Linked DNA regions of Mus musculus: all the other regions are linked to region 1. A link is a contact called in public Hi-C, HiChIP or PLAC-seq, Micro-C and promoter capture Hi-C data. All regions are on one chromosome and are shown on one strand. The core of a region is the stretch at or near the end of the contact, and the rest is flanking DNA. Distances in the headings are between cores, read along the strand shown.

Region 1 (4,066 bases), core at 537-3,036:
AACAAAACAAAACAAAAACAAACAAACAAAACCTCTAAAAAGCCTGTTACTGAAGGCAATGCTAGTCATTGACTAGGTAGCTCCATTTTGCTTTTAAGTAGACACTGGGTGTTTATTTATCATTTTCTTTTTTCCTTCCTTATGAAGTTGAGTCTTTCCTCCCTTCAGTAAATTTGAATGTCAGGATCAACAGGCCTGCTTGAAGAATGTCTTAAAAGAAACTAATAAAACCCCTTAAACAGAGACTCTCTTGTGCTACAAAATCTTTAGTTGAGACACGGCTACTAGGGTGGGGCTTTTGCCCCAACTTCTCTTTCATCACCACAGTGCATATTTCATGACAGAAGGAGTTGTTTGCATCAAAAGTGAAGCTGAATGAAGGGATACAGTAATTTGCAGGTGTAATACTTTGTTGTTTTTCTTTTGTTTGTTTGTTTCCAAACAGGGTTTCTCTGTATAGCCCTGGATGTCCTGGGACTCACTCTGTAGACCAGGCTGGCCTGGAACTCAGAAATCCACCTGCCTCTGCCTCTGCCTCTGCTGGGGTTAAAGACATGCGCCACTACTGACTGGCTACTTTGTTGGTTGTTTTTTTTTTTTTTTTTTTTAATGTAACCCTGGCTGCTTTAAACTCAGGAAGATTCTCCTGCCTCCTGAATGCTGGGATTACTGCACTGCCACATGGTTCCTTTTCTATCTTGCTTTTTATGTGTTTGAGTGTTTTGCTTGCATGAATGTATGTGTACCACGTGTGCAGTTACTCAAAAGGTAGCGCCAGAGCCGGGCCACCTTTAATCCCAATACTCGGGAGGCAGAGGCAGGTGGATTTCTGAGTTCGAGGCCAGCCTGGTCTACAAAGTGAGTTCCAGGACAGCCAGGGCAATAGAGAGACCCTGTCTCGAAAGACAAAAAAACAAAACAAAACAAAACAAAACAACAACAACAACAACAAAGGTAGCGCCAGGTCTCCTGGAACTGGAATGCCAGACAATCTCCTCGCTTTGCTTTTTCTTCCTTTCTTCTTCCTTTCTTCCTTCCTTTCTTTCTTCCTTCCTTCCTTCCTTCCTTCCTTCCTTCCTTCCTTCCTTTCTTTCTTTCTTTCTTTCTTTCTTTCTTTCTTCTCCATATATTTTGCCTGTTTTCCCGTCAATCTCCTTGCCTCAGAACAAGAGGGTTTTTGTTTTGTTTTCTTCAATGAATATACCCCGATCCTATGTGCCTGCCACATAGATGAATTCTGTTTCCTCCGCCAGTACTGAGCTCTTGATTGCCTGACTGACTGAATTAGGAAAAGCAAAGGCTTTCATGAATTGAGTCACATATGGCCACCAAATTCTTTAGCAAAAATTAGTTCTAGACATTAGAGTAAAAAACAAATTTAAAAAGACTTGCTAAATGCAGCAGTGGCTTAAGTCCACTGCACATATCACATATGCTAATGGTGTCCCGTGGCTCCCTTTTTTGTCCTCACTTCGTAGTTCTGGCTGGCCTGAAATTCACTATGAAGAGCAGGTTAGGCTGAAACTCAAAACTCGCAGAGATCCCCCTGCCTCTGCACCCGGATTGCTGGGATTAAAGGCACATGCGATATCCCATCTAGTCTGTGGCTACTTTTAAATTGCACATCTCTGCTTGACAAGATCAGGGAGACTGAAAATTTTAGGTGTTATGAGCCAAGTGACTGTGCGCTCGAGCGGTCTCCCGCCCGCCCCACCCCACGTGAAACACTAGGATCCGGACGCGCCGTCACTATAGAAGGAAAACAGGCCAGATCTGGTGACGCACATCTGTAATTCCCGCCTTTAGGAGTCAGAAGCGGAAGGGTCGCTGCAAATTTAAGGCCAGTAGGCTCCTTACGGCAAGTTCACCGCAAAAGGTCCCTGACGCCCCAGTACCCTGGTGGATGCAGAGGGAAGAGGCAGTGCTGCTCCCTGACGTCACAGGTTCCCTCCCGTGAGCACTTGCGCCCGGAGTTCGCGCGTTCTTCAGGGTAGGGGTTTGGCTCATCATGGCTGCTTGCCGAGCACAACCACCTACCTCCGTGAGTGCTGTTTGTGTGATTCTCGTGGGTTTTTTGTTTTGTTTTCCCTTCTTGTCCTGAATTTCTTTTCTTCCTATACTCCTTCCATCCATTGCCCATGGTCTTGGCCTGGGGAGCGGAGGCTTTTCCGGCCCTTTGTTCCAGGGTCGACCTAGCCTGGAATACGTCTCCGCCCACTGTCGAAGGTTTACGCTCTGTGGGAGATTAGCCTTGCTGGTTGTTGTGGTTACAGGGGCCCTCTGATTTAGCTGGTTTGGGAAAGGAGAAACGCCCCAGTCCTTGGATGGGTACCCCGGTTAGCTAAGCGGGAAAGCATCAGAAAACGGTACTAGGCAGCAGAAGCCATTTTGCTAAGCAAGAGTTAAAGCAAATATCGTTTGAAAAGCTAAATGCCATTGGGTGGAGGTGGAGGGGTCAGAAGGAATAGTGAACTGTCTTGACTTGCTAAGCAACAACTTCTTGGTAGTTGTTAGTGGTCTTTTTATGACAGCGTCACGTTAACATCACCTGGTGCTTGCTATGTAATTCACTGGGCTAGCCTCTACATGTCTCGCACTTGGTGGCCCTTTTTGGACAAAGGAGTGGTTGTTTGAGATTTGGGTCTTACTTTACTGAAGTGTACTGTGGACGGTTGAGCTGAAAGACCATGGTTGAAAACAGAGTCTATGGTATCTTCTTCCACTACAGCAGTGTTAGTGTTGGGGTACCAGAGGTAAAGAGAAGGCCAAGCATGGTGGTTTACACCTTTAATCCCAGCACTGAGAGGCAGACAGATCTCTTGTGAGTTCGAGGCCAGTCTACATAGTGAGTTCCATGACAGCCAGCGCTATGATGAGAAACCCTGTCTTGAAGAACAAACAAACCCAAAGGAGTAAGACATTAGAATTTAAAGGGGTGGATATTGTAAATGACAGGGAGCCAGTTAAGGAGTAGCCAAGGATTCAAGCTAGCTGGCTGATCAGTGAACATGGCTTTAGTGCTGGAGTGGTTTTAAAGAGGACATTTGTGCTGCAGTGCTGGGCAGAGTGATGAGACCAGCTCTCAGGAGAGAGAACTCTCAGCTAAAGGAGAGATCCTTGAGCAACAGTCCTCTTTTAAAGGTCGTTCGTTCAAGGTAGACGATGCAGTCGGGTGTGGTGGTCCAAGCCTTTAATCCCAGCAGTTGGGAGGCACAGGCAGGCAGGCCTGGTGTATATAGCAAGTTACAGGGTAGCAAGACTCCATGGTGAAACCCTGTTTTAAAAACAACAACCACCACAGCAAACGTAGGCAATTCAAGTATTTGAGGGTATAGTGTTAGGCTTACATTATACAAAATGAATCTTGGGGTTATCCAAAATACAGACCTGTTTCATTTGATTCGGTAAATGTCCTTAGTTTCCCTTTTCCCCTCGAACAACCAACGGCAAAAGCCAAAGTCTTCCCTATGTAACTGAGTCTTCCCTCAAAATATACTGTGTAAGTAGGGCATGGTGGCGCACGCCTTTAATCCCAGCACTCGGGAGGCAGAGGCAGCGGATTTCTGAGTTCAAGGCCAGCCTGGTCTACACAGTGAGTTCCAGGACAGCCAGGGCTACACAGAGAAACCACCCTGTTTCAAAAAAAAAAAAAAAGTGACATCTGCCTCCCCCCAAATTTGATTTCACTTTGAGGTGGTGTCACTACTTTGAGAAAGGTTGTCAAGTAATGGGCAGGGCATGAGAGGACTAACAACCAAAACCAAGCAAACCTGAATGAAAACAATGTACTTCTAGCCTTTGATTATGTCAATGAAGTATTATCTGGGTAGTGGATTGGTCCACTGTCCAAAACTCTGAGAGTGAATGCAAAGAGAGAGTGTTTGTCCTAGGTTTAAGTCAGTAGGACTGTTTACACAAGAATGCCAAAATAATTTAGGACATTGAAAGTGGTTTTTCAAGGTGTTAAGGATGTGCTGAATATGGGATATTGACCAGAGATGGAGCTATGATGATTAGAACTAGCTGAAAAGACAGAACAGGGATCAGATCTAGTGGGAGTATATCT
Region 2 (4,066 bases), core at 936-3,435, 980 kb after region 1:
CTTTTGTTAAGAAAGCAAAGTCATCAAAGAGAAGGGCAGTTCAATCAGGTCCTACCCAGCCAGGACCCCCAAGGTCCACTTTTTCTCGTCTGCAGGCTCCTGACAGTGCTACTCTGCTTGAGAAGATGAAGCTCAAGGACTCTCTTTTTGATCTGGATGGGCCCAAAGTGGCATCTCCACTCTCTCCCACATCATTGACGCATACTTCCCGGCCCCCCGCTGCTCTCGCCCCAGTGCCGCTGTCCCAGGGGGACCTCTCCCAGCCTCGAAAGAAGGACCGAAAGAATAGAAAGTTGGGACCAGGAGGTGGGGCTGGCTTTGGGGTGCTTCGGAGACCTCGACCAGCTCCTGGGGATGGGGAAAAGCGGTCTCGAATCAAGAAGAGCAAGAAGCGGAAGTTGAAAAAGGCAGATCGGGGAGATAGACTCCCACCTCCTGGCCCTCCTAGGGCTCCTCCCAGTGATACAGACTCTGAAGAGGAGGAGGAAGAGGAAGAAGAGGAAGATGATGAGGAAGAGATGACAGTGGGGGGTGGAGTCCCAGCCCCTGTGCTCCCAACACCCCCTGAGGCCCCCAGGCCCCCTGTTACAGTGCACTCTGAAGGTGCTCCCCCTACTGACAGTGAAGGCAAAGATGTGGGCAGCACAGAAACAAGCCAAGATGGAGATGCTAGCTCCAGTGAAGGCGAGATGCGGGTCATGGATGAGGACATCATGGTAGAATCAGGTGAGAAGTTGGGCTGCCCGGGGTGGGGAGCAGAGGTGATAGCTTTGGGGGCTCTTAGGAGTTGACGCCTTGAAGCAGAACACTAAAGAGATTTGTCTTTTCCAGGTGACGACTCCTGGGATCTGATCACGTGTTACTGCAGAAAGCCCTTTGCGGGGCGGCCCATGATTGAGTGCAGCCTCTGTGGGACGTGGATCCACCTCTCCTGTGCTAAGATTAAGAAGACCAACGTTCCCGACTTCTTTTATTGCCAGAAATGCAAGGAACTTCGGCCAGAGGCCCGGCGGTTAGGGGGTCTCCCCAAATCTGGAGAACCCTGACATCACTAAGGCTGGAACTTGTGACATTACTTGGGAACTGAGCCTCAGGGTCCCCAGCCTTCCCTTGGAGTGAGGAGGCTGTCCCCACTTGAGGGCCACAATTCCCAAGGGAGACGTATTTGGAAATGAGTGTCTTCTACTCTGTCCTTCCTGCTCCATGGACTTGAAGTTGACCCCATTACAGTTGGGTCGGGGAGGCTGGATCTGTAGACAGAATCTCTGTCCAGTCAACCCTGTACCCTTTTCACTTGCAGGTCCAGGGCTCAAACTGGGATGTAATGGGATAGTTGTCTATAAAACTGTAGTGTAAATACAGCACTCCCCTCATGTTTCTTCTCTCTCCCGTTTACTTTCTTTTACACCGGATGTATTTTTAATTTGGGGCTCCCCCATTTGAGCGAGGTTGCTCAGAGGTGGAGTACCAAAGCCTGTGGAGTGAGGAAGGAAAGAAAAAGGTGTCAATTAGCACTCGCCTCGTTTTTAATACTGTTGGCCGGCTGCTCAGACAGACGGCCTGCGTGTTGTAAATAAAGCAGAGTGGGCTCTTGTGTTTTACAGCCCTCCTTGTCCTATTTGGGGAGGGGATCTTTGGGAAACCTGGTGGAAGTCTTGGGTGGAGTTGGGGCTGAAGGCCACTTGTAAGTCCAGGGCTGTAATTCCACAATTTGGGAGGTGGAGATGGGAAGTTTAGGGGCCAAATCTGGCTTGGGCACTGTCTAATGCCCCTCAGACATCTCTGAAGACTATTTCGGCTTTCTCATCCCAAGTACAGTCTAGTAGGAGTACTGCCCTAAGGGTCCCAGGTTACAATTCTCACTCATCAGCCCATATCCCCGCCCCTCTTATAGTTGCTATTGAGGTGCCTTGAACCTCAGATGGGTAAGGCAAAGTGGGGGCCAGTTGCCAGCATTCCAAGAGTAGAAGCTTGCTAAGGTACTTGGGAGGGGGGGGGGCGGGTTGTACACGTTTGGGGGCGGAGTCGTCTAGGGCTGAAGACCGTTGCTCAAGGCAGTGGTCACGTGAGTGTCTAGGTGGAGCTTGTAGTAACGTGACTCAAGGAAGTCACGTGAAGCACAGTCGGCTGCGCAAAGTGGGCGGGCTTGGGTCACGTGGCATGGGGAGAGGTGGGCGGGGACCTCGGTGCTGCTCGCGACGTCCGTGGAGCTAGTGGCCCTCGACTGTGCGGTCTAGGTTTTGAGTCTCGCCACACAGCTCTTCCCGATCAGCCCGCTGGTCCCCGCCATCCTCCTTGGGCACGTCTTCCGCACTGGCCCTGCGCTGTTGGCGCTAGCGCGTCAGTTTGCGGGTGTGCGCAGGCGCGGCGGGGGCGCTTAGTCCTGTTGGGTGGGCGGCTGAGCCCGGGAGCGCGCGAGCGAGACCATGGCGGGCAGCAGCGCGGGGGGCGGTGGTGTAGGCGAGACGAAGGTGATTTACCATCTGGATGAAGAAGAGACTCCTTACCTGGTGAAGATCCCTGTCCCGGCGGAGCGCATCACGCTCGGCGATTTCAAGAGCGTTTTGCAGCGGCCCGCGGGCGCCAAGTACTTTTTCAAGTCCATGGATCAGGATTTTGGGTAAGCGCGAGGCCTAGACTGGGAAGGACGGTGGGTATGCTAGAGTGGATTGGGCGATATTGAGGGAGACCGGTCTACCTTGGACTGTTTCTGGCCTGTAGTGGAGCATAGCATATTGTACTGTGCTAAGGTAGAAAGCCCATCCCAAGACGGACAAGGTTATATTTGGACACATAGAAGAAAGGGCTGGATGGCGAGAAAATTAGGTTGGAGGAATGGGGAACACTGGTTTGTTTGGCCATTCTCTCTCCATGATTTTAGCCAAAAGGCAAAGAAGTGATGCTTGAGGTTATGCTAGGCTGTGCGGAGATTAGAGCCATCTATCTTTTGGTGAGCTGGGATGCTCGCTCTCAGACGTCTGCACGCGAGTTAGATAGAGATAGTCTGTAATTTTGTTTGCCTGTTTTGATTTGTTCTTTTGTTTGGAGGTAGGGCTTTATTCCTTGTATCCTAGGCTGGCTTCGAACCCATGGAGTTCCTGCCTTAGCCCCCAGAGCTGAAATAAACAGGTGTGAGCCAATATGCTGGGCATGCAGTGTTTTTATGTAGACCGGGCTATAGTGAGACAATTAGGCTATTCTGGCTTATTAATCAGGTTCCATAGTATTATTTTGGGATGGTAGAGTCTGTAATATTGCAGCGAGATCTATTGGGATATATTAGGCTGTTTTGAAGTAGACTTTCCTGGCAAAGCATGTACCATTCTGAACTTTTCTGAGTTCTTATTTCCTCTTAGGGCCAGAACCTCCTCTCCCCGCTACCCCGATACCCCCTGGGGGCTGAAGAGAGTTGGAGGATTTTTTTGCTTTTTTTTTTTTTTTAAAGATATTTTATGTGTTGGGCAGTGGTGGTGCACATCTTTAATCTGAGCACTTGGGAGACAGAGGCAGGCAGTTTTCTGAGTTCAAGGCTAGCCTGGTCTACAGAGCCAGTGCCAGGACAGCTAGGGCTGCACAGAGAAACCTTGTCATAAAACAAACAAAAGCTACTTTATGTGTTTGGGTGTTCTGCATGCATAGTGTGTACCACAAGCATGCAGTGCCCAATGAATCCAGTAGATGGCATGGGATCTCCTAGAACTGGAGTTAGCATCTGCCAGCCACTATGTGTGTGCTGGGACTTGAACTCCAGTCTTCTCCAGAGCCAGTCAGTCTGCTGCTGAGCCAAGAACTTCCTTCTGTTACTGAAGCTACCTAGAACACAATATAGAACAGGCTTGCCTTGAACTTGTAGCAGCCCTGCCTCTACACCTGCATCCATAGTGCTGGAACTAGATAACGTGTGGCAGTCAGGATGCCTGGCCCAGACCTGGGCTTTTTACAAGTTACAAGACAGGGACAAGTGGGAACAAATGGGGTAGTGGTACTGCTACATCATAGCAGAATGGGGTACTGTAATCAGTATGGTGCAAAGGGCTGCTTGTGTGGGGACGCTGGGGGCTATGGA
Region 3 (4,066 bases), core at 540-3,039, 970 kb after region 1:
AAGGCCTAGAACAAACCAACTCCAAGGACACTTATATAAAAGATGATGACATCAACTTTAGAAGAAACTCAAGTGTTTCTTGGTTGACTATGCATTAACGTGCAAACATTAAAGCCAGAATGCTTATGTATATACAGCAAACTATCTAAGCGTTTACTGCTCTCTTTTGTTGAGTGAGCAACAGCCTCATTCATGTCCCTTCAGTCAAGCCGGCAAGCTGGTGCTAAAGTCTCTAAAAAAAACCCATCTCGCTAGTCTTTTAATTTTTACTGTTCCAAACCCTACGATACCAGTTTCTCCACAGTATGAGATTCTGTGCTGTCTGTTGAAGAGACGTCCTTAGCAGCTGTAGTCCGAATGAAACCTGTTTTAATGTATACTCACCGGCTGTTGACATCAGAGTCGAAACCTTCGCGAAACTCTTCTTCGCTCACTTCACAGCCCAGAACGTGGACCTGCTCCCCACTAAGGCAGAGATGAAGGAAATATATTGAAGAGTGGGGGTACCGGCTCCCTTTCCGGGAAGGAGAGGAGAAACTGTGGGCTAACTCACCGAAGTGCAGATTTCTTGATAAGAGCCTTCAGGAGACTACGCCCTTCCCACTCCACGGAATCTGGGGAGAGCCAAGGATGGGTGAGACCTACTGAGCCCTCAGGGCTCCGACCACGACTTCCACCCCTAGCTGGGTATCCATCCCCAGCGGGTCCTCCAGGCTCCCGCTCCTTCAGCCAAGCCCAAGGCTACCACCGCATGCCTTGATCCCTCACCTCGCAAAAGCACCAAACCACCGATGGCCAACAACGAGTCCAGCATCTCTGACGCCTCAGGACGCCTTCTGATGTCGTCACCACCGAGGAGGCGGGGCACTTACGATTGCTTCCAACCTTAAAGGACCGCAAAGTCCGGAAAGAGGAGCCTGGTTTTTTTATGCTCCGTATTCTCAGGGGGCTTACACGGAGGGGCCGCTCCAGAGTCTCTGTACACAGTCCTAGAGACAACATCCTTAATCTACTCTTGCACCATGACTGGAGCCAGAAGGGCCGTTGGAACAGTTATCAGTGGGATGGGGACAAGGACAGAGGTCTCACGAGCTCCAATCCCGAAGAAGGTTCGAACCTGGGAATAAATGATGTCACTCGGCCCCGCCCACACGGCGCCTGGCTTCTCTCCAGGTCCCGCCCCGCAGTAACCTAGTGCGCGTGCGTAACGCTGCACCCCGGGGTCAGAGCAGAGAGCTTTCCTTAACTTTCCCCTCCCTCCTCAGAATGAATTGAGGGAAACAGCAATCCCGGGGAAGTGAATACACGTCACTACCGGAAGTAATGTCAGAGGGGAAGAGGAGGAGGGAAGAGAGGAGGGAGCCCTTTGGGCGGTAAAATGGCGCCTGTCAGAGTGGGAAGCCTAGCTGCAGAGGCTGCAGCCCCGCTCCTCAGCGGCTAAGCGATCCTGACCTCGGGGAGGGGGAGGCCACTCCGGCCCAGCGATCCGTGCCCTTCGGCTCCCCCTCCCCCTCCTCCCCAGCTCCTGCGCCCAGGGGGCCCCCGAGAATCGCCGCGGCCCACCGCGCGCCGCCGCCGCCCCCGCCCGCCCCCTTCCCGGGGCAGACCCCTAGCGCGCCTGCGCAGAAGGCCACCCTTCGCTTCCCCCTTCCCCTCCCATCTCCCTCCCTCCCTTTTCCCTAGCCCCCTCCCCCACTGCCCCCTCCCCCAATTCTCCATCCCCTTCCCTCCTGGTCTCAGAGGACCCTGTCCTAGCCCGACCTGTTTCGGCCTGCAGCCCACGCGAAGTCGTCGGTGCCACTTCCCGCTCATGTGGGCCCCCGCGGGCTGCCCACGCCAGTCCCCCAGTTCCCGGTTCCGCTGGGCTTTCCCTTCGCTGGGGGTGGCTTTCTAAGCCACCCACTCCGTGCTCATCTCTGCAGCCTCTCCTGCCGCTCGGGGCCCCCGTTCCCCCTCCCTGCGGCGGGGGGCTGCCCCCGGGGGGCTGGCGGAGCTGGGCCGCGGGGGCCCCGGGGCCGGCGGTGCCGGGGTCATCGGGATGATGCGGACGCAGTGTCTGCTGGGGCTGCGCACGTTCGTGGCCTTCGCCGCCAAGCTCTGGAGCTTCTTTATTTACCTTTTGCGGAGGCAGATCCGCACGGTGAGTTTGCTTGGGTGCTGCCAGTGGTGGGGTCCTCTGTCCGCGGTGCTCGCGGAATTTTGGATAGTGCTGGGCCTCTGCTTTGGGCCTAGGAAGGGAGCCTTGGCCAGAGCTTTACCCGCTGGAGAAGTAGGACACCTTTAAGCAAGGTTCAGCCCTTAATAAAAGAACCATGATTTTTACTGGGTTTGCTTTCTTTCTTAATCTGCCTAAATGGGATAGGATTTGGCAGTTCTCGGGGGCTAGAATGGTGCTCTCCTTACGAAAGCTAGAGTTGTTGCTAAAGAAAGAAGAGGCCGGGAACACCTGTTTGCTGGTAGCCAGAACTATTGATATGGGCTTTGGAAAGACCCTCCTGTTGAAAGTCAGACTCCTTTGTCAGTGGTGTGGGTGGGTAGAAGGGCATATGGAGCAGGAATTGGAACTTGAGGAAAAGCCTTGGGTGTGAAGGAGCTCCTCCAAAAAGGCTCTGGAATTCTCTAGCTTGTGTGTATGGGCTTATTATTAAGACCCTGGGACAGAAAACGATGCTTTTCCAATAGGCATCTTTAGTTGTCAGATGCACATTAAAGTTGGGTGTCTCATTAGACAAGCTGGCTGTTAGCTGGAGAGCTTGCATCTGAAGGTGGGCATGTTTCTCCAGGCGACTCTAGCGATTATGAAGGGATACTTGGAGTGTAGAGACTGTTTGGATGAACCCAGGTATCTCTGGGTTCTCTCCCTCAAGCTTTTCTCCAAGGTAAACATTGTTTCAGCTACCATTCCTCCCCGCCGCCCCTGCCCCCAGCCCTGGCTGTCCTGGAACTCACTTTGTAGACCAGGCTGGCCTCGAACTCAGAAATCCACCTGCCTCTGCCTCCCCAGTGCTGGTATCAAAGGCGTGCGCCATCACGCCTGGCTTACCATCACTTCTTAATGAACATGCCCTCTGGAGTAAATCTCCTGAAGTCAGATTCTGGGGGGAAATGACTGAGTAGCATGCAGGCTTTGGCAGCCCAGGTCAGAATTCCCAGAAGGACCTTGGTGGTTCTGGTAGAAGAGGTGACTGAGGTGGCTTGGACTTCAGTTCCTTCTCTAGCAGTCTGTTTATTTCTTCCACTTCCTGCTTTAGGGTGAGGATTATTTTGGATGGTGGCTATAAGCAGTCCTAGTCTCCTGAGATAAAATAGGATCCATAGGGTGTGTGAGGCTGGCCAGGTGTGGGCCTAACTCCTGAGGTTTTCTTTATGCTCTGACCTCTCATCCTCTTTCTGACCTTGCTCTGAGAACCCTCCCTCTTTTCACAGCTCCTTTATTTATTTATCTATCTATTTATTTATTTTTGAGTGTGGGGACTAGTGTCCAGCCCAACTATGGAAAGACTTCCTAAACTGCGTTCTTCTGTAAGAAATCCCCCGACCCCACAGCCTTTTGTCCTCCCCTCCCTTCCAGGCTGGTTTCTTCCCCACGCCCTCTCTGGCAGAAACTTGGAGCATTCCCTCCATGCCCAGCATGTGCAACCCGAGATAGCAGGGCAGGACACCCGAGCTGTTTCAGCCCTCCTCACAGGCTCAGGGAGAAAGGAAGGGCAGATGCCTTGGGATTAGAGAAGAGTGGGCCTTTTGGTTTTCAGGCAGGGACTGTGTGGCTTAGGACCTAAGGATGGACTGAAGAGCATTTGTATGTTAGAAGAAAAGAGCAGAGGAGGGAATTGCCAGGCTTTGCGTAGAAGCTCTAGGGATTAGGAAATGGCTTCTGGAGAAGTCTTGGAGAAGGCGAGCTGGAAAGCTCAAGGTGGTGCTGTCCCTGTCCCCTCCCCACCGTTCTGCAACAGTCCTCACCTCACTCTGGCTTTTCGCTAGCCTGTTAGCTTAGCAAGTAGAACTTTTTAATGCTTTCTACATTTCCCTGGGCACCAAGATAAAGAGGCTCTTCAGAGATTCACTA
Region 4 (4,066 bases), core at 912-3,411, 900 kb after region 1:
CATGGAGTGGGCTGTGCTGAGGGATCTTGGGAGGAATCATGGGGCTGCCCTCACCCAGGTCTCTTCACAGGTACTACCTCCATCCTGAGCTGCCGACCTTTGAAGGGAGAGCCTGGGGTGGGATTTGAGGAGCCTGGTGAGAACTGTGCACCTCCCCGGGAAGAGCAGCCCCCTCCAGTGCTGCTCTCCCCCTCCCTTCAGTATGCCGGGGCAGAGATGCTGGCCTCCAAAGTGCAGTGAGTACATGCCGGGAGCACTAGGGGCTCAGGGCTGTGCTCAGTCACCCACCGCACCCTTCCTGCCCTGCTTGTTCCTGGATGCACCTTTACCTGTCACTGTTCCTCCTTCCCTCCCGTAATACACACGCATGCGCGCGCACACACACACATATGCACGCACACACACACAGAGGCACGGTTTCTCTATGTATCCCTGGCTGTCCTAGAACTCATTCTGTAGACCAAGTTGGCCTTGAACCTAGAAATTCTAATTCCAGTGCTGGGATTAAACACATGGGCCACAGGGAATCAGATTCCATTATAGATGGTTGTAAGCGGTGCTGGGAATTGAACTCAGGACCTCTTGAAGAACAGCCATCTCTCCAGCCCCTTTTGGTTTTTTTGTTTTTGTTTTTGTTTTTGTTTTTCTTAAAACAGGATGTCAAGTAGTCCAAGCTGGCCTCACATTCATGTTTGGTTTGTATCTGAAGCCGGCCTTGAACACTCAGTTCCTGGTTCCATCTCCATGCTGAGTGTGGATTAGATGAGTGCATCTGTAGGCCTGTTTTTCTGAATGTGTATGGATACCAAGTCTTTCAAAATATCCTGCACCAGGCAATGGGTTTGACCCCTTGTACTACCTAAACTGTGCTTGCGCATTGTAACAAATTCCTGGAGTCCTAACACTAAGTGGCAGGGTCAGTGGGTCGGAAGTTTAAGGTTGTCCTTCCTTTATAGGGAGGTTGACTCCAGCCTGGTAGAGACCCTATACTGTCTCCCAAAAGTGGGTGAAGTAGATGAGAAGTGCACTTGGAGTGTTTGGAAGACGTGAACTAGAGTGCCAGGGTAAATAAACACATGAAGAGTGCTGGGGAGGAGTTAGCTGAGCAGGCCAGGGGAGGAGAGTACTACATACACAATAGTTGGTGCTAAGCCAGTCACGGTGAACAGTATTTCCCAGAAAACAGCAAGGCCTGGGTGGAGGGGGCAGAATTAGCAGTCATGGACCTTGGGAGCCTTACTCTTCTCTCGTTTCTGCTTGGCTAACAGATTCCGGGACCCAAAATCCCAGCGGACACACCAGGCTCAGGTGGCCTTTCAGGTGTGTGTGCGCCCTGGCTCCTATACTCCTGGCCCTCCCTCTGCGGCCCTCAGAGAACTTCCTGACCAGCACTTCAGCCCATCGGAACTTGAGTGGGTCACTAAGGAGAAGGGAGCCACACTCCTCTATGCCCTGCTGGTACGAGTGGAATAAGGGGTGACATACCACTACTCCAAGCACAGCCGGGCCTCAAGCCCAGGACTCTTGAATGACGACTGCCTCCACCTCATTCCCGTGACTGAGAGCATGTCCAGTGCTGTCCTGGCAAGGAGGAGCACGTAGGCAGGCTTTGATTTAGAGCAGGTGTGAAGCACATCTCTACATTCAGGGCCCAGCACACTCCCTCTGCTGAGAGGGAGCCCAGCTCGTCTCGGGGTCCCCCCTTCATGCACTGACTTGGGGAACATGACTCCCTATTATTACCCTCCCCCATATCACTTAATTTATTTCCGTTTTTGTTTCTGGTTACTGTGAATCCCAAAGGAGTCTCTCTGTGCCCACATGAAGCTGCTTTTTCCGTGGCCACTGGGCGCCATGGGGAGGGAGTGGGTAAAAGGAAGGGCTGCCCGAGGACGCTGTGGGCCTCTGTACAGTTGTTACTGACTCTGATTTCTAAGGAGCCAATAAATACTGTCTTCAGAGCATCTGCCTCCGCCTCTGTCTCCCGCGGCCTCGCGAGTGAAGAGTTCTAGGGGCTTTATCATCCCAGGCCGCTCTGTAAATCCACATGGAGTTTGGACATCCCGGCACCCGTCTCTAAGCGCTTCCGCCTTCCCTTTCCTCCAATCGGCTGTGCCGTTTGCCGTCGTGACTCCGGAAGGATTTATCCTGGCCGCCGGATATGACGTAGAGGCCAAGGCGCGCCGAAGGCCTCGGAGAAAGCGCCGACAAGGCGGGTTGCGGGGGTTGGCGCCAGGGCTACGAGGGAGGGGCGGGGGCGCGGAGCCTAAGACCCTCGCACGCGCCCCGGCGCTGAGGCAGAGACCCCGGAGGGACGCTGGTGCCCGGGACACGTGATCGAAGTGGCGAGCGGGCGGCGGACGGGCTTCCGCTTCGGCGCGTCGCAGTCTCTCTAAGCTCCCACTTCCCTGCAGGCCCCGCCTGAGGTCTGGCAGTCAGTGAGAGTCGGGTGCCCACTGCCCAAGCGTCACCAACAGCATCATGCCCGCACTCCTGGAGCGCCCCAAGCTTTCCAACGCTATGGCCAGGGCTCTGCACCGGCACATCATGATGGAGCGGGAGCGCAAACGGCAGGGTGAGCCTGGGCCAGAGCGGGAGGACAGACACTCGGCTCAGGGTGGCCCTGCTACCCACGAACTTGCCCCCATCCACGGGCCCAGCTGTGCGCCTGCTGGCGAGGCTAAGAGGGAGGCAGCGGCGCCTTCGGGGTGTGAGTGAAGAGGCCCAGTCTAAGTTCCAGACCAGAACCCTGGGCTGGGAAGGACCTTGGAGAGCACCTAATGAAGCCAAGTTCTCCCTGTGGCTGTGATGGAGTAACTGGTTTTTGCTGGTCTTCAGTCTAACGCTCAGCTTATTCACACCGCCTTGCCACTTCCCCGTTCTGATTCTTCAGAGGAGGAAGAGGTGGACAAGATGATGGAACAGAAGATGAAAGAAGAGCAGGAGAGAAGAAAGAAAAAGGAAATGGAAGAGAGAATGTCACTAGAGGAGACCAAGGAACAGGTAAGTAGCCTCTCCACACTTGTTTCTCGATGCCTTCTTTTCCCTGCTTTAGCTGCTCGTCCCTCTTCCAGATCCTGAAGCTGCAGGAGAAGCTTTCTGCTCTACAGGAGGAGAAGCACCAGCTTTTCTTGCAGCTCAAGAAAGTTTTGCATGAGGAAGAAAAACGGAGGCGAAAGGAACAGAGGTGTGATGAGATGGCTAAAAGTAAAATTGTGCAGTGGCACAGGTGACAATCTAATAGCAAGAGGCTAACTGACCTGTCTTCCTTCCACTCCAGTGACTTAACCACTCTGACATCAGCTGCATACCAGCAGAGCCTGACGGTTCATACAGGAACCCACCTCCTCAGCATGCAGGGTGAGAGGACTGAGGAAACCGCCTAACAGGGGAGTTCTCCAGGAGGTCGCTGCCTATTTTAGCATCGTGAAACCTCTCCCCCTTTCTAGGGAGCCCTGGAGGACACAATCGCCCAGGTACTCTGATGGCAGCTGACAGAGCCAAGCAGATGTTTGGACCACAAGTGCTTACGGTGAGGGAAAGGTTTTTTGATTTTTTTTAACTCTTCAGGCTGGCTTTTTAAGTTACTAGCCAAGACTAGTCTTGAAATCTGATCCTAACTCCATGTCTCCTCCTTCTGTGGATCAGTACTGTTAATCCCAATCATTCAAGAACAAATATACCAAGCATGTGTATGTAGGAGCTGAGCGTAAAGGCATATATATATACATATGGGGTTTTTCCTAAGCAGTGAGCTTTCATTTCCCCTTAGACCCGGCACTACGTGGGATCAGCAGCTGCTTTTGCAGGAACCCCAGAACATGGACAATTCCAAGGCAGTCCAGGGGGTGCTTATGGGACTGCTCAGCCCCCACCTCATTATGGGCCAACACAACCAGCCTATAGTCCTAGCCAGCAGCTCAGAGGTGAGTGTTGTTCTCCTCAGACTAGGGGCAAGAAGAGCAAGAGCATCAAACCCTAACAGATCATCTCCCACCTTCCTCAGCCCCATCAGCATTTCCTGCAGTGCAGTACCTATCTCAGCCACAGCCACAACCCTATGCAG
Region 5 (4,066 bases), core at 852-3,351, 880 kb after region 1:
GGTGGCTCACAACCATCTGTAATGGGATCTGATGCCCTCTCCTGGTGTGTCTGAAGACAGCTACAGTGTACTCATATACATAAAATAAATAAATTTTTTAAAAAAGTTCAATTAGAACCATTTGAGGGGTTGGAGAGATGGCTCAGTGACTACGTGCACTGGCTGCTCATGCAAAGGACTCAGGTTCAATTCCCAGCATCCACATTGTGGCTCACAACTGCAACTCCAATTCCAGAGGATCCAATGCCCTCTGCTAGCCTCTGTAGCAGCCACTAGGTGTGGACATGGTTCACAGACATTTACCCAGATAAAACAGCCAAATATATATACTGAAATAATATCAATAATGTTTTAAGAAGTGTTTGCTCTGGGGATGTAGCTGGTGGGGGAACCCGGCCTGTCTAACATGCACAAAGATGAATTCCATCTCCAGGGGGGAAATAGAGGTCAGAGGATTGGGAATTCAAGACCAGGCTCAACTACAGGTAAATTCAAAGCTAGCCTGAACTACATGTGACCCTGTCTCAAAAAGTATATATTAATATGTTAATAATTTACATACACACACACACACACACACACACACACACACACACATATATGTATGTATTTCAGGCAGGGTTTCTCTTCTGTCCTAGAACTTACTATGTAAACAGACCAAGCTATCTTAGAACTCACAAGAGATTCATCTGCCTCTGCCTCCCAAGTGCTGGGATCTGGGTACGCAGCCCCATTCCCAGCTTTTTTTTTAGCCCTAGCTGGCCTAGAACTCACAGAGATCTGCCTGTTTCAGCTTCACCAGTGTTAGGATTAAAGGCATGAGCCAGTACATCCAGATTTTGGGGTGGGGGGGTCAAGACAGGGTTTCTCTGTGTAGCCCTGGCTATCCTGGAACTCACTTTGTAGACCAGGCTGGCCTCCAACTCAAAAATCTGCCTGCCTCTGCCTCCCAAGTGCTGGGATTAAAGGCGTGCGCCACCACGCCCAGCAACATCCAGATTTTAAATATAATTGTGTGTGTGTGTGTGTGCCAGGCACAGTTAACTTTCAATGACTCTAACGCATTCCCAGTCTCCCGCCATCTCCCTGACCTTTTATTTTAATTTTATTCTAATCTTTTATTTTAATCTGACTCTGCATCTTTTCTCCATGACGTGGTCACCTTTTCCAGGCGGGTCTCCAATTCTGACACTTCAGTTTCCACCAGTTCAATCGAGGCTCTGGGAAAGAATGGACAGCACTTAGGTCCACTGGGCCTCTGCTTAGCATCAGGGGCAGGGTTGGCGTCATGGGGTGATGGGTATGCACAGACCAAGCAGAGTCCAGACAGTTTCTGCTCTTGTGCTGCTGTGCACATTCTAAGCTTCAATAACCCAGACCAGAGCAGGAAGAGTAGGAGGGTGGATGTGGCCAGGGCAGGAAGTTGCTAACCGCCCCGGGGCAGGTGCTGGGGGAGGGGATGCCGTGAGAAGGAAGGAGGAATGCCAATTATAAAGACCAGAAGGGGCAGAAAGGCAGAGTAAAGTGAGCTTCGGAGAGCATGGAGGTTCTGTTATTAAAGGGTTTTTTTTTTTTTTTTTTTTTTTTTTTTTTACTCTGTAGCCCAGGTTAGCCTGGAACACTTAACAACCTTCCTGCCTCAGCCTCCCAAGTGCTGGGGTTCCATGCCTGATTTGAGAGCCTGGCTTGAGTGGTAGAGGCACTAGGTCCCACCAGTTCCCTCTGGTCCCTGTGGCCTAGGCTCTAAGGTTGGTCCTGCCTGGGGAATGCTGGGGGTGGGTGGGTGGGTGTTGGGACCTATTGGGCCTTCCTTCCCCTCCTTAGTCTCATGGACCTGCACACACTTACCGGAAGCGGGGTGAGTCCTTGAGACATTCTTCAAAATCTAGCTTGACCGTCATCTCAGATGACTTGCTTTGGGGGCCTGGGGGGCCCTGGAGGTCAGGTAGGTGGGGATGTAGGCAGATGCACTCCCCACCCCCCAAGAGGGGTATTAATGGAGAAGAATCCTCTGGTAGGAAGAGCCTGGGTCTGGAATTCTTTCCCCAAAGGGAACGGGGTAACCCAGGAGGAGCTCTAACCCCACCACTTCTAGGCAGCTCTGGGAGGGGTAGGGGTGGGGCCTGGGCGGAGGGGGGTGCTGAGATCACAGAAACCACAGTCCCTCCCCCAGAGACTGCCTGCTGTCACCTTCCATCTGGGACACTGGTCTTTCTCTGCTGCTTTCTCCATTGGTGAATAAATTTTTTGAGGGGGAAATGATGGTCTAGAGTCAAATCTGTCTCTGTCACTTAAGACTTTGTGTGATTAGTTGGGCATAGTGCTACATGCCTTTAATTACAGCAGAGACAGGCAGATCTCTGTGAGATCAAGGCCAGTGTGATCTACAGAGCAAGTCACAGGCCTGCCAGGGCTACACAGCGAGACCCTGTCTACACAAAAACCAGTGTGACACTGAACAAGTTCTCTGACCCTTCAGTTCCCTCATCTGGGAGACAAAAAAGCGAGGGGCAGCGCACGCCTTTCATCCAAGCACTCAGTGGGTGGATCTCTGAGTCTGAGGCCAGCTGGTCCAGAGTGAGCTCCAGGACAGCCAGGTCTACACAGAGAAATCCTGTGTCTTTGTCAGGGTTTCAATTCTTGCACAAAAGCAAATTGGGGAGGAAAGGGTTTGTTCAGCTTACACTTCCACACTGCTATTCATCACCAAAGGAAGTCAGGACTAAAACTCAAGCAGGTCAGGAAGCAGGAGCTGATGCAGAGGCCATGGAGGGATGTTACTTACTGGCTTGCTTCCCCTGGCTTGCTCAGCTTGGTTTCCTTCTTTCTTTCTTTTTAAAATTTATTTATTATATATAAGTACACTGTAGCTGCCTTCAGACACAACAGAAGAAGGTGTCAGATGCCATTACAGATGGCTGTGAGCCACCATGTGGTTGCTGGGAATTGAACTCAGGACCTCTGGAAGAACAGACAGTGCTCTTAACCACTGAGCCATCTCCCCAACCCCTCAGCTTGGTTTCTTATGGAACCCAGGACTACCAGCCCAGGATGACACTACCCACAATGGGCCATTACCCCCTTGATCACTAATTGAGAAAATACCTTACATGGATTCTCCAGATCTCATGGAGGCATTTCCTCAAGGGAGGCTCCTTTCTGTGTGATAACTCCAGCTTGTGTCAAGTTGACACACAAAACCAGCCAGTACACCCTGCCTCAAAGATGGTGTTAATAAATGTACAGTATGCTGATTCTATCAGACATGGACATTCTGCTGCAAGGTTGGGCCTTTTCAAGACCCTAGGTTTTGGGACCAGCAAAGTGGCCCACTGTGTAAAAGTGTTTTTCACACATCCAGTCTGACAACCCAAGTTTGACCCCAGAAACCCTAGCAGAACTTATTATGGAAAGTTCCTCTAACCTCGGACCTCCACAGGTGTACCATGTTAACCAAATAAACCAACAGTGAGTTTTTATTTGTTGTTGTTGTTGGCTTTTTCTTTCTTTTTTTTTTTTTTTTTTTTTTTTGTTTCTGAGACAGGGTTTCTCTGTGTAGCCCTGGCTGTCCTGGAACTCACTCTGTAGACCAGGCTGGCCTCGAACTCAGAAATCTGCCTGCCTCTGCCTCCCAAGTGCTGGGATTAAAGGCGTGTGCCACCACGTCGGGCAATAGTGAGTTTTTAAAGCCCTGGTTTTGTTTTGTGTTCTGAAGCAGGCTCTCACTTCGTAGAACAGACTGTGCTTGATTTTGTGACCTTGCTACTTTAGCCCCTAAGTGCTTGCTCCCAGGAGCACAGTTCCTTGGGTTGCTCTGTTCCTCCTCTTGCTTTGCCTTCCCGGGTTATTGTGTCTGGACATCCCTCCCGCTCTCCTGGGCTCCCAGAGCAGGCCCAGTCTGGACACGCAGCTCCCAGCACTCAGATTCCTGATGTTCTCTTTATTGTCCATTAGAGTGGAGACAGGGAAGGCAACCCTCACCCCACTCCTCGTTGACTACATTTTCCAAGGTCTACGTTCTTTTTTCTGAGTCCACTGGAGCCGCAAGCTTTCATCTAGAGAAAGA
Region 6 (4,066 bases), core at 989-3,488, 780 kb after region 1:
AAAGGAGAAGGGAATCAGAAATATGGCAGGCAACCTCTGAAGAAGGCAGAATCCCAAAGCAAGGATACAGGGCAGTGGAAAGTCAGGGCAGACAACCGAGAGGTTTGGGTCAGGAGGAACGGTGGCACTGGATTGGGAGTAGCTGGGGAGTCAGGAAGCCTGAGGTCAGACAAAAGCTTGAAAACCTGGATGCTGCAGCTGCTGCGGTACAGGCCAGGGGGTTGCCAGCGCACAGAGCCCTCGAAAGATACCACAACATTGATGTCCAGGGCAACGTCGAAATTTCCGTCATTGCTAAAGGGAAGAGATTTTTCATATGGGATCTGGATCTGTCCCCCGGAGACCCTGCCCCTTCCCCGATGGTACACACACACACACACACACACACACACCATGGCTTACCCTAATCCCCTCATGCCTCAACCCCGCCCAGGCTTTAGAAAGACCCTACTTGTTCAGCAGCACCACATCAGGGAGCCAAACGGATTCAGCAGTGATGCGGAGAGAATCGATGCCATCATGTTCTGCGGGGTCCCAGCTTAACCTGTAGTCGGTCCACTCCTAAGGAAGCAGAGGCTAAAGGGCTGTTCAGGCTAAAGGGCTGGGAGAGGCTTGAGGTGTCAGAAAGAATGCCAGGAAGAGGGTGCAAAGGGGAGAAGCACAGGGCTGAGAAAAGGAAAAAAGGTTCTGGCTATGCTGTCACTGTCTGGGATTCACGTCAACTGGTTTCCTCCGCCCAGTCCCGAGCCCTGGACTGAACTCTCTTTTTTCAGTCTCAAACCGAAGAAGGGGCCTAAAGAGATACCTCATTGGTTAAGGGCACTGGCTACTCTTCCAGAGGACCCAAAATAGATTCCGAGCACCTACGTGGAAGGCCCAAACATCTGTAACTCTAGTTCCAGGAGAACAGGGGCCCTCTTCTGGCTTCCACGGACACCAGTTATGCATGTGCTTCACAGACATATGCAAGCAAAACACCCATTCACATAAAATAAAAATAGAATAATTTAAGAAATAACTGAAGAGATTGAACTAGCCACCCTAAAGTGATGTTCAACCTGCATGCAGTTCAGGATCTTTCAAGGATGGGAATTCAAATTAGTGATCCCCAAACTTGTATCTTAAATTTGTTGATCGAAAATTCTGTTTCAGTTATTATATGTGTACGTTGTGAGTTACTATTAAAAAAAAATCTTACTGGGATGAGGACTCCAGGAGATTAATATAAAGGAAACAGGGTGCCTTTCCCTAACCCACGAGGTCTCCATACCAGGTCTAAGTACACCTTTGTGCTCATTTCTTCATCCTTCTCGTTCTAGAATGGAAAAGTTAAAAGGCAGAAGTGAAATGAAGTGGGTGGAAACGAGGGTTCGGTGAGTTACTTTCTCCATGGAATCTCTAGTCCCTTTCTCTAAATTGCACCTTCTTGGGTGCAAACTCCATCTCATATCAATCTCGAAACACCAGCCTTGGTGCCTGCTTTCCTTTCTTTTACGTCGAGGTTAAGTCACGGGCCACGCCCGGCGTCTAATGGATACAACTCTGAATCTCCGCTCAGAGTTGTTTATTGACTGCTTAGGTACCAAGCTCTGCTGGACTTTGCTAGAATATTACACAGCCCCGCCTCGAGGTCCTCCCGGTAGCAGGTCCTTCTGCCCCAGCTCCGCCTCAAAACCCGCCCACAGGCGAGTTAGCAGAACAGTATTCTGTACCTATCATAGAGGCCTCGCCCATGAACTAGTTCATTGGTCTGATTTTTACCCAATCACCGCCAAAGGCTTGTCTGCCTCTTAGCATAACCCGCCCGCCCCCAGGCTGTCGATCTTCTGGGCAGCGTCTAAAGCCACGCCCCCAGTCGGTCCTGCCCAGCGACTCCACCCGCAGTGCCGCTCTCACCAGGCTGATGAGTTGCGCCAGGGTGAGGCCGATGCTGACCCCGACGCGGTCTCCCACCTCCCGCGCCGGCCTCACCGAGCTATCATAGTTGGAGAAAAGTTTCTTAATCAGTTGGCCTTCGGCTTCCGACCCGCGGGCGCCTGACGAAGGAAAGCACTAAGTGACGCTCCCGGGGCTGGCCGTGACCATTGCTCATCACTGCCTCTTGGAGACCCAAACTGACTTACCTGGGGCGAGGGGCGTCCCGAGTACCCCTAGAAGCAGAAGCAGCGCCCCTAAGGCCATGGCCCTGCCTCTTTCGCTCAGTGAAGTTTGTCCGGATAGCGGCCTCAGGCCAGGGGAAGTGACGAGGCGCCCAGGAATGTGCACCTGTTGTCGGGGGACCAGACGCCAGCCCACCCGCCCCGCCCTCGGGACTTGGTCCCGCCCGGAGCAACTGCAGTCGCCCTCCACTCACAAATGTCAGATAACACTCCGGTTGTATAAATCATCTTTAATTACAGAAAGCATGAAGTGGAGACCCCGTCCCCTGAGAGCAGTGCCAGGAGATGGGCGGAGCCTGAGCGGGGTTTGTATGAGGGAGGGGGGCATCTCTTGCAACAAGCCAGAAGTAAAAGGGCCTGAGGAAAAGTGACCTGTCTTTGAGCACTAGCCCCTCCCTTAGGACCTCAATAGACGTTTCCACCTACATCTGCTAGACTCAGAATCTACCTCCTATTTTACTAGAGGTTCCCCATGGCTTTCTCCGTTTTTCAGGTCCTTTTTGGGTACTTAGAACCCACCTGAGGTTTAAAAGCTGTAAAGTAAAGTAAATTCTATTTAGTTAGAAGCTCTGGGGATACATATGAGGTCTGGGAGCCCAAGAGGCTCCTCGTTTCCTAAGCCTGACCTGTAGAGGGCTCGGAGAAGTTGAACTTATTGCTGAGTTGGGGGTCTCTCTGCTGTGAGGGGGAGTCAAGGCTGTGTCCCTATTTGTCCTTTTTAATTCTAGAGTTATTCTCATTGTAGACCTTAGCTTCCTGTTGTTTGAGACAGGGTCTCACATAGCCTAGGCTGGCCCTGACCTCACTAGGTAGCCCAGGCTAGCCTTTTATTTCCTGATTCTCCTCCTCTCCTTTACCTCACAGATGCAGCATACCATATCAGAACGAAAGTCCTCAGCTTTAAAAGGGATCTGGAAGGAATTCCTGCTGAGGTAGCTAAGTGTTCAGACACAGGTTCAATCATACCATGGCATTTTCTCCCTCTCAGCTTCCCTTCTAGGAGCCAGGTATATTCTTCCAGAATTCCTGTATCTTTCCCCAGACTCTTGTCTCCCTGGCAGAACCCTAGTTGGAATGCTGAAACTAGAAACCATGTAAAAGTAAGGTTAGTATTCTGGAGGGACTATTTTTAGAAAATTATTTAGGAAAAGCAAGAAGTGGTTCTTGATCCGTTCAGTACTGATTAGTTCTCTCTCTCTCTCTCTCTCTCTCTCTCTTTCTCTCTCTCTCTCTCTGTGTGTGTGTGTGTGTGTGTGTGTGTATGTGTGTGTGTGTATTGGCTTTTGAGACAGGGTTTTGCTATTGTAGCCCAGGATGGCCTCCAACTCAGGATCTGTCTGATTCAGCCTCCCGGGTGCTGAATTACAGGTGTGTGCCACCAAGCACAGCTCAGAGCCAATCAGTTTTTAATTAATCATAGCTGAGTTCTACCCATAGCTCATCCTTTAATTGCTAGAGAAAGTGGAAGGGTAGGTCTAGAACTTACTCTAGTACAATAATATGGCTATACAGGCCCTAGCTCCATCCGGGAAGAAAGGGCTGAGAGTCATGGGCTATGTCCTAGAACTGAGATTCAGGAGGAAGTATGGCTCCAGAAAGGTCTAGAATACCACGTTCTAGAATTGGGTGTCTCTGGGATAAGAAGGTTTAATCAGTGGTGACCTGAGACTGGTCCCAATTCAGACCAAGGCCAATTGCTACAGTAGGGGGCCTCTTTTTTAAAGCCAGGGGTGGGAGGTGTCCATCTAGGACAAGGATAGACGTGGAAAGGATACATACTTGGGTTCCAACACAGAACATAGGGATGGCCCTGCCTGGCTGGGGTGACCAGCTCTATCAGAACCTGTCCAGACCAAGTCAGAAGGTAGAGCAGAGAGAGAAGGAGATGCATTCTGAGTGCCAGTGGA
Region 7 (4,066 bases), core at 653-3,152, 740 kb after region 1:
TATACTTATTTTAGTTCTGTTCTAGAGCCTCTGATAAAAGTGGCCCATGTCTGCCTTACTCTTTTAGTACAATGCTTAGCTTACTGTAGGATCATCAGAAAATTTACCTTTATTTATTAATGTAAGGTTTGTCCTCTGGTATCAGCTCCCCTAAAATCCTGTTCTTTCTTAATGTTTTATTACTTTAATTATCTGGAATTTATTTTGTGTCGGTCTGTGAGGTCTTGGATGTCCAGAAACCTGATGTAGGGCTTTGTTTTTTTTTTTTTAAGATTTATTTATTATATGTAAGTACACTGTAGCTGACTTCAGACACTCCAGAAAAGGGCATCAGATCTCATTACAGATGGTTGTGAGCCACCATATGGTTGCTGGGATTTGAACTCATGACTTTCGGAAGAGCAGTCAGTTCTCTTACCTGCTGAGCCATCTTACCAGCCCTGATGTAGGTTTTTCTGTTTTTTCTTTTGAGTTCTGCTATAGTTGAGCCCTTACCCCAACAGGACTGCCTCAGTCTAGAATCAGCTGTTTAATTCCACTCTCTATTCCTCTCAGGAGGAAGAAGTCCAAGTCTCCAAAAGCTATCCCTTGTCTATCCTCACCCACTTCACATCAGCTCTTTACGGAGCTTCTGTACATGCGTGTGTGTATAAGTTACTACTGTCACCTTTATAATTACCCAGTGGTTTCCTACTGAAAACAGAAATTTGGACTCTCTAGAGCGTAATTTACAATATCCCGTGCTTCTTCAGTGCACTCTCCGCACCCACTAACCCTGCCTGCCCCAACACTGGCTTTTCAGTCTCTAGAATACAAGTTTATTTCCCTCTCAGTCCCATGACACTTGTTTCCTCCACCTAAAAAAATAGCTCTGATGACTGATATTACTTGGGAATGTCACCATCCCTGGCAAGTATGTCTTCCAAACCCTGACACCATTCAATTTCAGTGACTTCTTACAGCATTTCCTCATTTTGCTTTAATCTAGGTACTTATTTTTGCTCATTTCTTTTTGTTCTTAAGCTCTCTTCTCTGTTTTTCCCATAGTGTTTTAGAAGGTAGAGTTTCTGTTATATTTATTGTGCAGCTGTGTTCCTAGTGTCTGATTACTGTCACATAGCAGGATGCTCAATATTGGTGAAAGAACTAAAACTGGGGATCCACTTCCTGTACAACTTTCAACCCTGTCTCGTTGAACCGCAGCAATGCTCAAGTATGGAAACATCTTTCTTCTCTGTCCAGTCAAGCACTCATCTCAGGCATAGCATTTCGCTTGTTTAAGTCCTGGCATAATTTAACTTTTGAAGGCTGGACCCCCGCACAACATCAGCATCACTGACCCATCTTCCCAGAGGATCATCAGCCAAAGGCATAGCAGAGAGACGGGCGGACTATCTTACCAATTCATCCGGACTCAGGACTCCGAACTGCACTCTCTTGATGGTGCGCAGCGGGCATGCGCTGTCCCCGGAGGGGGGGCCACCCCCGTGCATGGCGAGGCAGGCGCGCTGCGCAGGCGCAAACCTCGCTACAAAAAGCCTGCGCCACCGCCGCCTAAGTGCTCAGAACCCGTCCGGGCGGCCACCAGGAAAGACCTCCCGGGATAGGGAGGGAAAGGCTGGAGGAGGGAAAGGTGGGGGAGGGGGGAAGGGGGGGGGAAGGCAGAGGAACGAAAAGGGCTGAAAGAAAGCCTTTTCTCCCTTTCCGGAGATTCGTCGGCTCCCAAAAAGGAAACAAAAGAAGGGAGGAGAGGAGGAGGTTTTGGGAGGGAGGAAGAAGAAAAGGGGTAACGAATAAATAAGTAACCGGGATCCTGAACGGCAGAGGTTACGGCAGTTTGTCTCTCCCCCTTCCGGGAGCCACCTTCTTCTCCAACCGTCCCGGTCGCGCTCTCGGCGCTTCTGAGGAGAGAACTGGCTGAGTGACGCCCTTTATAGATTCGCCCTTGTGTCCCGCCCCTTCCTTTCCCGCCCTCCCTTGCGCTACGGGGCCGCCCGCACCGGCCTACACGGAGCGCGCGCGGCGGAGTTGTTGACGCTAGGGCTCCGGCTCCCTGGTTGGGTGTTCTTTCTGACGCGACAGGAGGAGGAGAATGTTCCTGGTCCTGTCGTCCTCCTTTCGGGTTTCCCGTGCACTCAAACCGAGGACTTACAGAACGGAGGATAAAGTTAGGCCATTTTTACTCAGCTTCGGAGTTCAGGCTCATTTTCAGCTAAAGTCTCTCATTAGTATCCCCCCACACACATCGGGAAAATGGTTTGTCCTACGCATCGGTAATGAAGGCGGGGCCCTTCGGGTCCTCCGGAGCGGGTTCCGGGGGTGGGGGGAAGGAGGGAGGGACGGGACGGGCCTCGTTCATGAATATTCAGTTCACCGCTGAATATGCATAAGGCAGGCAAGATGGCGCGTCCAATCAATTGGAAGTAGCCGTTATTAGTGGAGAGGCCCCAGGACGTTGGGGCACCGCCTGTGCTCTAATAGCTTTACGGAGCCCTGGCGCTCGATGTTCAGCCCAAGCTTTTCCCGAGCCCGGAGGCCTATTCTGAAAGTAGAATGGCTGCTACCCAGGAGCCGCAGATCACGCGACCGTGACAATCTGAGAAAAGCAGATTAGCGGTGGGGCAGAATAGGGATGTCTTGGGGAATTCGGGGTCAAGGAAACCCTACACCTTTCAGACGACTTCAGAAATAAGGTGGCGGCTGAGTGTTTCAAGGGAATCTCCCAAAAGAGCATGTTTCCACTCCTTTTCAAAGCAAAGCCAACTGCTCAGCCAACCACAGTGATTCATTCATGCTTGATGTCAGCGTTACATCACCGCTCGGACAGGGAGCACCACCACTGAGGAAAGCAAAATACCTTCCAAAGGAAAGGAAACACGCCCCTCCCCCAGTGCTGGCTGTTCGCCTGACAAGCTGCATTCTTCGTTCTTCATCTCCAGCGCTCTTCTCTTTCCTGCCTGTGGGATTAATCCCCTTGACCCACTACCAGGCTTCCTTAGTCCTCTGGATCTGAGACCTCGCTGCTGAGTGATGCCCTTATTCCCTGTTCCCAGCCCCAATTCCATACCCTGGTTCCTGTACATGCTCCCGGTCTCTCCTCTCCACTTAGTCCCAAGTCACCCTTGAATCCTAGGGCATCTCTCTCCACACCAGTTTTTTGCTTTAATATATATTTTTTATTTTGTGTGTAAGCACGCCACAGCGAATGTATAGAGAGAATAATCTGTAGGAGTCGGTTCTCTCCATCTACCATATAGATCAGGCTTGGTAGCATTAGCCTCTATCTGCTGAGCTATCTCACTGGTCCTCCACACCAGTTCTTTGCCAGGCATTTGTTCTCCCATGGTTTTTATTCCCATCTCTCCTATTTACCCCTGTCCCCCCTCCCCCCCTCAAGTTTGATTTCATTCCTCCGTTTGCCCTTCCTTATCACAACTGAGGTTCTGGGCAGTAATGATGGCAATGCTGCCCAACACAACCCCTGCTCCCATGATGTCAGAAGGTGCCACGGTCTCATAGAGCACGTAATACTGCAGCATGAGGGCTACCACGACCTCAGAGTGCAGGACAGCACATACCAGGGCAGGGTGGGCCTTGGTGACTGCATAGCTCACACATACAAAGGAAACCAATGCAAGGAGCCCCACTGCCACCACACAGCTCCAGCTTAGAGTGTCTTGGGGTAGCACAGGGGTCTGCAGCACAAAGAGGCCTGGTACAGAGACCATTAGCCCCACCAGGCCAAAAAGGAAGGCCACAGTTGGTAGACAGGAAGGGAAGTGTAGAGAGCGGTAAATCTGCAGCCCCAGTGACAGTGCCAGTCCTCCCAGGAAAGCCAGTACATAGCCCAGGGCTGTGTAGAGGCCAGTAGTCCCTTCTTGCAGTGTCCCTAGTCCAGGTCCCACGATGATGATTAGCCCAAGGGTGCTGCCAAACAGGCCACACCAGGCATAGCCACTGAGACCCTGGCTCTCGAGGCAGAGTGCCAGGAGGGCAGAGCACACGGTGGAAGAACCTTTGCGGACAGTGACTGCGTTGCCGGCAGGCACCACCTGAACAGCACTGT

Evidence for each region. Promoter capture Hi-C pulls out the DNA fragments that hold promoters and counts their contacts. Hi-C and Micro-C count contacts between places; a contact is called where the count stands out from the background. HiChIP or PLAC-seq counts read pairs in DNA pulled down with a chosen protein or histone mark. Capture Hi-C pulls out chosen DNA fragments and counts their contacts.
Region 2: a promoter capture Hi-C map of pre-B cells shows a contact between it and region 1, with 4 times the contacts expected there. The contact joins the promoter of Dvl2 here to the promoter of Ctc1 in region 1. A contact is called at or near these places in 3 of 39 promoter capture datasets (embryonic stem cells, liver and pre-B cells), 1 of 484 Hi-C or Micro-C datasets (B cells), 1 of 115 datasets of contacts at active chromatin or transcription factors (embryonic stem cells) and 1 of 9 other capture datasets (macrophages).
Region 3: a promoter capture Hi-C map of adipose tissue shows a contact between it and region 1, with 2.4 times the contacts expected there. The contact joins the promoter of Elp5 here to the promoter of Ctc1 in region 1. A contact is called at or near these places in 2 of 39 promoter capture datasets (embryonic stem cells and pre-B cells), 1 of 484 Hi-C or Micro-C datasets (B cells), 1 of 115 datasets of contacts at active chromatin or transcription factors (embryonic stem cells) and 3 of 9 other capture datasets (adipose tissue, liver and macrophages).
Region 4: a promoter capture Hi-C map of pre-B cells shows a contact between it and region 1, with 4 times the contacts expected there. The contact joins the promoter of Gps2 here to the promoter of Ctc1 in region 1. A contact is called at or near these places in 3 of 39 promoter capture datasets (the HPC-7 cell line, embryonic stem cells and pre-B cells), 1 of 484 Hi-C or Micro-C datasets (B cells) and 1 of 115 datasets of contacts at active chromatin or transcription factors (bone marrow-derived macrophages).
Region 5: a contact with region 1 is called in a Hi-C map of B cells, with 7 read pairs. The contact joins the promoter of Acap1 here to the promoter of Ctc1 in region 1. A contact is called at or near these places in 1 of 39 promoter capture datasets (embryonic stem cells) and 1 of 484 Hi-C or Micro-C datasets (B cells).
Region 6: a contact with region 1 is called in a Micro-C map of embryonic stem cells, with 5 times the contacts expected there. The contact joins the promoter of Chrnb1 here to the promoter of Ctc1 in region 1. A contact is called at or near these places in 2 of 39 promoter capture datasets (the C10 cell line and embryonic stem cells), 1 of 484 Hi-C or Micro-C datasets (embryonic stem cells) and 1 of 9 other capture datasets (pancreatic islet).
Region 7: an H3K4me3 HiChIP or PLAC-seq map of bone marrow-derived macrophages shows a contact between it and region 1, with 2.3 times the contacts expected there. The contact joins the promoter of Polr2a here to the promoter of Ctc1 in region 1. A contact is called at or near these places in 2 of 39 promoter capture datasets (the C10 cell line and pre-B cells) and 3 of 115 datasets of contacts at active chromatin or transcription factors (bone marrow-derived macrophages and embryonic stem cells).

The regions. Positions count from the first base shown.
Region 1 is chr11:69,014,125-69,018,190 of GRCm38.p6, forward strand. Ctc1 (CTS telomere maintenance complex component 1) reads left to right here and starts at 1,787. Exons shown (of 23, transcript NM_001013256.2): 1 at 1,787-2,041. The coding sequence starts at 2,009.
Region 2 is chr11:69,998,407-70,002,472 of GRCm38.p6, forward strand. It overlaps Dvl2 (dishevelled segment polarity protein 2), which reads left to right and starts at 2,186. Exons shown (of 15, transcript NM_007888.4): 1 at 2,186-2,620. The coding sequence starts at 2,427. Phf23 (PHD finger protein 23) reads left to right here. Exons shown (of 5, transcript NM_030064.4): 4 at 1-726; 5 at 832-1,605. The coding sequence ends at 1,046.
Region 3 is chr11:69,979,446-69,983,511 of GRCm38.p6, forward strand. Elp5 (elongator acetyltransferase complex subunit 5) reads right to left here and starts at 1,790. Exons shown (of 9, transcript NM_018740.2): 1 at 1,762-1,790; 2 at 769-1,117; 3 at 554-614; 4 at 385-465. The coding sequence starts at 814. Ctdnep1 (CTD nuclear envelope phosphatase 1) reads left to right here and starts at 1,723. Exons shown (of 8, transcript NM_026017.2): 1 at 1,723-2,140. The coding sequence starts at 2,039.
Region 4 is chr11:69,911,859-69,915,924 of GRCm38.p6, forward strand. Gps2 (G protein pathway suppressor 2) reads left to right here and starts at 2,162. Exons shown (of 10, transcript NM_019726.5): 1 at 2,162-2,575; 2 at 2,894-3,003; 3 at 3,075-3,187; 4 at 3,281-3,360; 5 at 3,450-3,532; 6 at 3,773-3,926; 7 at 4,007-4,066. The coding sequence starts at 2,482. It overlaps Neurl4 (neuralized E3 ubiquitin protein ligase 4), which reads left to right. Exons shown (of 29, transcript NM_001013414.3): 28 at 71-236; 29 at 1,269-1,966. The coding sequence ends at 1,473.
Region 5 is chr11:69,893,438-69,897,503 of GRCm38.p6, forward strand. It overlaps Acap1 (ArfGAP with coiled-coil, ankyrin repeat and PH domains 1), which reads right to left and starts at 2,102. Exons shown (of 22, transcript NM_153788.3): 1 at 1,849-2,102; 2 at 1,163-1,220. The coding sequence starts at 1,901. 2810408A11Rik (RIKEN cDNA 2810408A11 gene) reads right to left here. Exons shown (of 9, transcript NM_001382461.1): 9 at 3,921-4,055. The coding sequence ends at 3,997.
Region 6 is chr11:69,793,699-69,797,764 of GRCm38.p6, forward strand. Chrnb1 (cholinergic receptor, nicotinic, beta polypeptide 1 (muscle)) reads right to left here and starts at 2,239. Exons shown (of 11, transcript NM_009601.4): 1 at 2,124-2,239; 2 at 1,897-2,036; 3 at 1,271-1,315; 4 at 452-561; 5 at 186-294. The coding sequence starts at 2,181. It overlaps Fgf11 (fibroblast growth factor 11), which reads right to left. Exons shown (of 5, transcript NM_001362623.1): 5 at 2,370-4,066.
Region 7 is chr11:69,756,731-69,760,796 of GRCm38.p6, forward strand. Polr2a (polymerase (RNA) II (DNA directed) polypeptide A) reads right to left here and starts at 1,903. Exons shown (of 29, transcript NM_001291068.1): 1 at 1,401-1,903. The coding sequence starts at 1,493. It overlaps Slc35g3 (solute carrier family 35, member G3), which reads right to left. Exons shown (of 2, transcript NM_019871.2): 2 at 3,154-4,066. The coding sequence ends at 3,405.